2 separate regions of the Triticum aestivum genome follow, and region 2 is linked to region 1. The links are chromatin contacts, called in public Hi-C maps. All regions are on one chromosome and are shown on one strand. The core of a region is the stretch at or near the end of the contact, and the rest is flanking DNA. Distances in the headings are between cores, read along the strand shown.

The links. A called contact is a pair of places that touch in the nucleus more often than the background predicts.
Region 2: a Hi-C map of leaf shows a contact between it and region 1, with 5 times the contacts expected there. The contact joins the promoter of LOC123189412 here to the enhancer-like site in region 1. A contact is called at or near these places in 3 of 5 Hi-C or Micro-C datasets (all in leaf) and 1 of 1 datasets of contacts at active chromatin or transcription factors (leaf).

What each region holds. Positions count from the first base shown.
Region 1 is chr2A:559,516,076-559,518,775 of IWGSC CS RefSeq v2.1, forward strand. No RefSeq gene overlaps it. Among protein-coding and RNA genes, the nearest start is that of LOC123189411, 31 kb to the left of the region's middle. Within about 2 kb of position 1,321, at least 8 of the 8 cell types and tissues checked have an H3K27ac peak or open chromatin away from gene starts, as enhancers often do. A contact at or near this core is called in leaf, where this site is marked.
Region 2 is chr2A:559,704,461-559,707,160 of IWGSC CS RefSeq v2.1, forward strand. LOC123189412 reads left to right here and starts at 1,353. Exons shown (of 2, transcript XM_044601822.1): 1 at 1,353-1,544.

The DNA.
Region 1 (2,700 bases), core at 71-2,570:
GCCCGTTGTCTTCTTCACATGCTTCACCTCCACCCCTCAAAAAAAAAAACCCTGCTTCACCTCCAAAATTTTTCTAAGAAAACAAACCCTCCATACCGTACGACGACGGAGGATGTTTAGCTTGGTACACAACACGGCGAACGCTTGTGCTACAAGGCTAGTACACGTAGCTTATGTTGCCTCTCCTTCGAATCACTTTTTTTGTTTCTGCTCTCGGTCCTCTGTTACACGGAACTACATGAGTGTGTACCTGCAGAAATCTTCCTGCATTCTTTTGTGCGTGGCTCTGTGTAAACGTGCATTACATTGTGTAATATCTGTGATGAAAGCTTCCACTCAAAAAAAAAAAGCTGATGCCTTTTCGCCATTACCTTAAAACTGGCGTGCATCTTTTGAGCCGACACAACTGGCGAGTGACCACCAATGGAAGGTTGCGCCGATGATTTAGATTCTGAGAACCTAATCATTTTGACCCACGCCATAACCCCATTGGCCCCTCGGCCAACTTGCTGAAAAATAAGGCATTCGCTGCTCCCATCCCGTATTCACTGACGAAAGCATTGGTTCCGTCCGCGGATTCATGGAGGAGGTGCTCATTTTAAACCTGTGATCTCATCGTCGTCGCAGGAAGCACGATCGTGCCTGTGGATCCCTCGCGCGTGCCCACGGCCCATAAACTACCAGTTTTTCCCACTTAAACAACCAGGCTCAGCCAATAACAGCCGATCAGCCGGTCTAATTCGCATCGGAGACGCAAGCCCCGCCCGGCCCGTGGAATCTTGGGGGCTACTAAACGTGCGAGAACTTCCAAATCGGATGGCGATCACGTCACGGAGGCGAACAAAACCGGGGGATGATTGGCTCCCGCGCGCCTCACCAACTCCTGCACAGTGCCTCCACCACCCATCATCGTCCGTTTGGGTGGCCAAGGCAAAGAGGAGCACGCAGCCAAATTACTTGTTAACCTCGCGCGCTGACGAGACGTTAACGTCGTAATCGCCGTCGGAAGGGAAAAGGGGTGGGAGATTCCCCGACGTTCCCGCGTCGCAACGAGTGAGGAGGAACCACAGGCCCAAGCCTCCACACCACACCCGCCCACGACCCACCCACGAACATGCGGCCGGCCGCTGTCCCCGTGACGTCCCGCCCCCTCGCCAACCGGTCGCGCCCGACGCGCACGGTGGGGCGGGCGAATGGCTGCGCGCGGCGTGGCGGGGCCCGACAGGCCCGGGGCGCCGCGACGTTGGCGCTGCCTGGCGCGAGAGCTACCGGGAATCCCAGCGGGGAGATTCATGGGACGCCCGATGACGGGTGGGTGGCAGGCATCCCCTGGGCCTACCGGTCGGCGTGGAGGGGCCAGGGCTGCTGGGCTGCTTTTGGTTCGCCCGGGGGGGCGGGCCGGGCGCGTGGACGCCAGTAAAAGAATTCGGGCGGCCTGTGGGATCTCGACAGGTGGCCATCACGGCGAACCGGATGCGGTTCCCGGAACGGACGGTGGAGGGCGACTCGAGCCGAGCCGAGCCGGGCCTGGCTGCGGCGCCGCGGGCCGAGGCTGGCTGTATTTTTCGACTCTTTTAGTATACTATGTTGTCGTGATATTTAGCTGGCCCACCGCTCAATAATTAAAGTGGTACAGTACTACTACCAAACAACGTTGCGCGGTCGCGACCCGCAATAATCCAGCGTGAGCGACGGGGGCCTTGGGGGCGCACAACTTGTGCACGTAACAGCTTGCGAGCCGTGGCTTGGCCATGTCGCTACAGCCCTCCAGGCCCACGGAGGGCGACCTCCACTTTTGGGTGAAAGCGACGTGAATGGAATCGCGGCCAAGAACTGGTGCAGATCTCAGATCTGCCGCTGCCACAACTTGTCGTCTTTTTACGGTTTCGAGTATTGGCCTATAGGGTCGAGCTAGGTAATTTTCTGGACAGTGAAAGATCGTCTTCACTGGCTTTTCGAACCCAACCTTGGATTCGGTGATTATATAATGCATGTTTATTACATCTCTACTAGTCTTTCTCATTTTTGGGGTCATATTTTGACCCTGATTTTAACTAATGAAATATAAGTTATATGTATCGAAAACAATATTATTGTAAATTATATTCAAATATGAATTCAAAAATATAATTTTTGGTGACAAGATTAATACTTTGCTAGTTAAATATATGATCAAACTTTAACTCAAATCAGGACGGAGGTAGTACATACAAAGGTTTGATTCCACCACCCATTCAAGTCATCTAATCATGGGTTGCCTCTCCGTAATTTGTTTGTATTACGTAGTGTTAACTGAAAACCGAGACTTCGGAGATTCAAAATTGATAGCCATCACTAAAGTTTTACCATCAACAACAATGTCATCTCCTACAAAAACGATACTCTTTTAATGAAACACTTAAGATGTAAAAAAAATAGGGTTCGATTTGTAGTGGACAAGGTGCAACTACCCTACTACCTTGTTGTGTGCCCCGATCAATGAAACTAGATTTAACCACTTCACAAGAGTATTTGGGAGAGACAATTGGGGATTAGGAAGCAAGAGAGGAGGGATTCAGGCAATAAAAGAAGAGGATAGGGGGAGCAAATACAAGCCAGACCATAACGCACACCCTCTCATACACACAGTGCACTCCCTATATATCACTCAGTCACACTAGCCAGGTAGATGGGTCAACCTCTGGTTGGGTTTCTTGCGAC
Region 2 (2,700 bases), core at 103-2,602, 190 kb after region 1:
AACAATGCAAACAAATTTTGAAATTCCAAACAATTTTCAATTTTTACATTTCAAGTATTTTTTGAACAACGCGAGCAAAATTTGACAACCGGCAACTTTTTTTGGAAATTATGAACAAAATTTGGAAAAGGCAAACATTTTTCCAAATTTGTGTTTTTTAAATCACGAACATGTTTTGAATTGATGAACAAAAATTGAAAACAAGAACATTTATAAACTTTTGAAAAGCGGCATTTTTTTCAAAAAACAAATTTTTTTGAAATTGCAATTTGTTTGAAAATATTTTTTTTTGAATTTCTAAAGTATTTATGATAGCTTTTTAAAAAATACAAACATTTTGAAAAGGAAAATAAAGTTAAAAAGGAAAAAAAGAGGAAAATGAAAAAGAAACATAAAAAAGACCCCTAGAAGGTTCCCGAAACCAGAAAAAACCCCAAAACGGGAACGCTAAAAGGCCGTCCGAGATCATCGCTCAATCGCAAGTCTTGTGCGGAAATACGGCAACTTGACACATGAATGCATCATATAGGATAATTCGGTTGGCGGGAGTCTGGACGTTCACCACCGGCTCACTTGTCAATTGGACTTATATCTTCCACACCCCATGTATTTTTTCATCTAGGTCCACATCCACCTGCTATGATTTGATGCTTTTTTTCATCTCAGGAGTCCATAACATGAGCCACACCCGCCTCTGCTAACGATGCACACCAACATCTTATGCGAAACTCACCGCTCATATTATGAGTTGGCGAGGAAAAAAGAAAAAAAATTTGATGCTTATTTGACGTCTATGGCTAGAGCCGTCTCCCATATCACTGTCCATGGATATGTCCAAATCGTGTGCACGAACATTTGATGTGCCCGACTGTCCGTCAACGATGTAGGTAGTTGGAGTTGCCCTAATTTCATTACGCCTAACAGAATTTTATATTGTTTATTTAAGTCCGCAAACTTTAGTTCCCGTAGACGTCGTGTATATATGTGGCTCAAAAGAAAAAAAGAACGGTTGTGTGTACGTACGCGTTTCCCGTGCGTATACCGCGCCCCGCTTCTGGAATTTTCGGGTTGCGCAGTTGGGTACGGAGGAACCCAAAGCCTCATCTTGTCGCCACATGAGGCGCGACTTCCTTTTCGGCTAAAAGAAAAGAGAGAAGCGCACACACGATACGCAACACGCGAGAAAGGGGTGACGAGACCAGCTGGCGCTGGTTGCCGCTTGGCTCAGCGAGCTGAGCTGAGCCAACAAGCCTGGCAGTGCCAGGTAGGTAGGCGCTCTCTCGTACTCCCGCCGTCATCAACCCGTCCCACCCACCTGCACCAGGCGAGCCCTACCAATCTCTCCCTCCCCGCCCCCGCCCCGCCCCGCCTCCATTCCCACGCGCGCAGGCACTTCGCGACGCCACCGCCCGCAGCCCGCACCAAAAGCGAAACACAAGCACTCCCCATCGCCGTCCCGGTCTCCGCCTCATCGCCCGCCGCGATTTCCGCCCTCCCGCCGCCTCTCAGCAGGCCGCCCGCCCCCTCCGCCGTGCGCGCGCCAGGTGACCGTTGCCTCCCGCCTCCCTCCTCCCCCCTCTCGCGGAGATAGAGATACGCTGCCGCACGCACTCCTCTTGTCCTTTTCCGTCCTCCCTCCTTTTGCACGTCGTCACGGCTTTCGGGGGCTCCGAGGAAGGAACGAGCCGTCGCTGGTCCCAATTCCTTCGTCCTCTCTTCTCGCGTGTCGATTGATTTGGGGGGATTCATGTCTGCCGCCATTTGTTTCTCCGGTGGGACTTTTACTGATGGGAACGGCCGCGGCCAGATCTGTTCTAGTCAGCCACCGGGAGAATTTCAGGTTTTTGCGGGGGCTAGGATCGAGGAGGGGATTTCCGTTTTTGGAGTATCTGAGGTTCTCGATTTGGGGTGTTCTGACTTCTGAATTGAGATGGTATGGGTATAGGGGCTCTGAACCCTGTATCCCTCCGGATAAAAGGCATCATCTTACTCTTTGGGGTGTTCTTTCTTCTCTCTGCCCATGTCCTTTCAGTTTGACAAGATAGACTGTCACAGGCTATGCATGTTTTTCTTGTTCTGGCTACTTCCTTGATTGCTAGGGGAAGGTTCATGCGTCGTGTCCTACATCTTTCTCAGTAAATTTCGTCTTGCCATGCAACAAAAGTTGCTGTCCGTTTCAGTGGGGGAAACGGCATGGTTAAATCCAAGGGAGGTACAGCGTGCTCTTCATTAAGCAATCTTGTCCAGACTAGTTGTCTCTCAGTTTCTGTACAAGCTGCAAGTTTGAAGTCAACTAGTCTACCCTTGCACCTGTATTTTGAACGATTTGTCATCTTTATTGCCATCCAGTGTGAGCTACTAGCCCTGTCCCAAATTATAAGACGTTTTTGGTAAGCTAAATAGCCTACCAAAAACGTCTTATAATTTGGCACAGAGGAAGTACAGTTTAACATCTGATCGAATGCACGGTTAATTATGGGGAGGTTCTGTTGTTAACGCCCTTCAAATATGTTAAAATTTCATAGTACTTGTGCCTATAATACCAAAAAATTGCGAGAAAAAGGGACATGTTTGACAGTGGTTTCATTTTTTTAATCCAGAGTTTTGCTTATTTATTCAGAAGAGAACAACATGGGTTTATGGTCACGGTTGCTTGTTTGTTAGTTCATCTTGAGTTTAGATTGTGTTGTAACGCCTCCA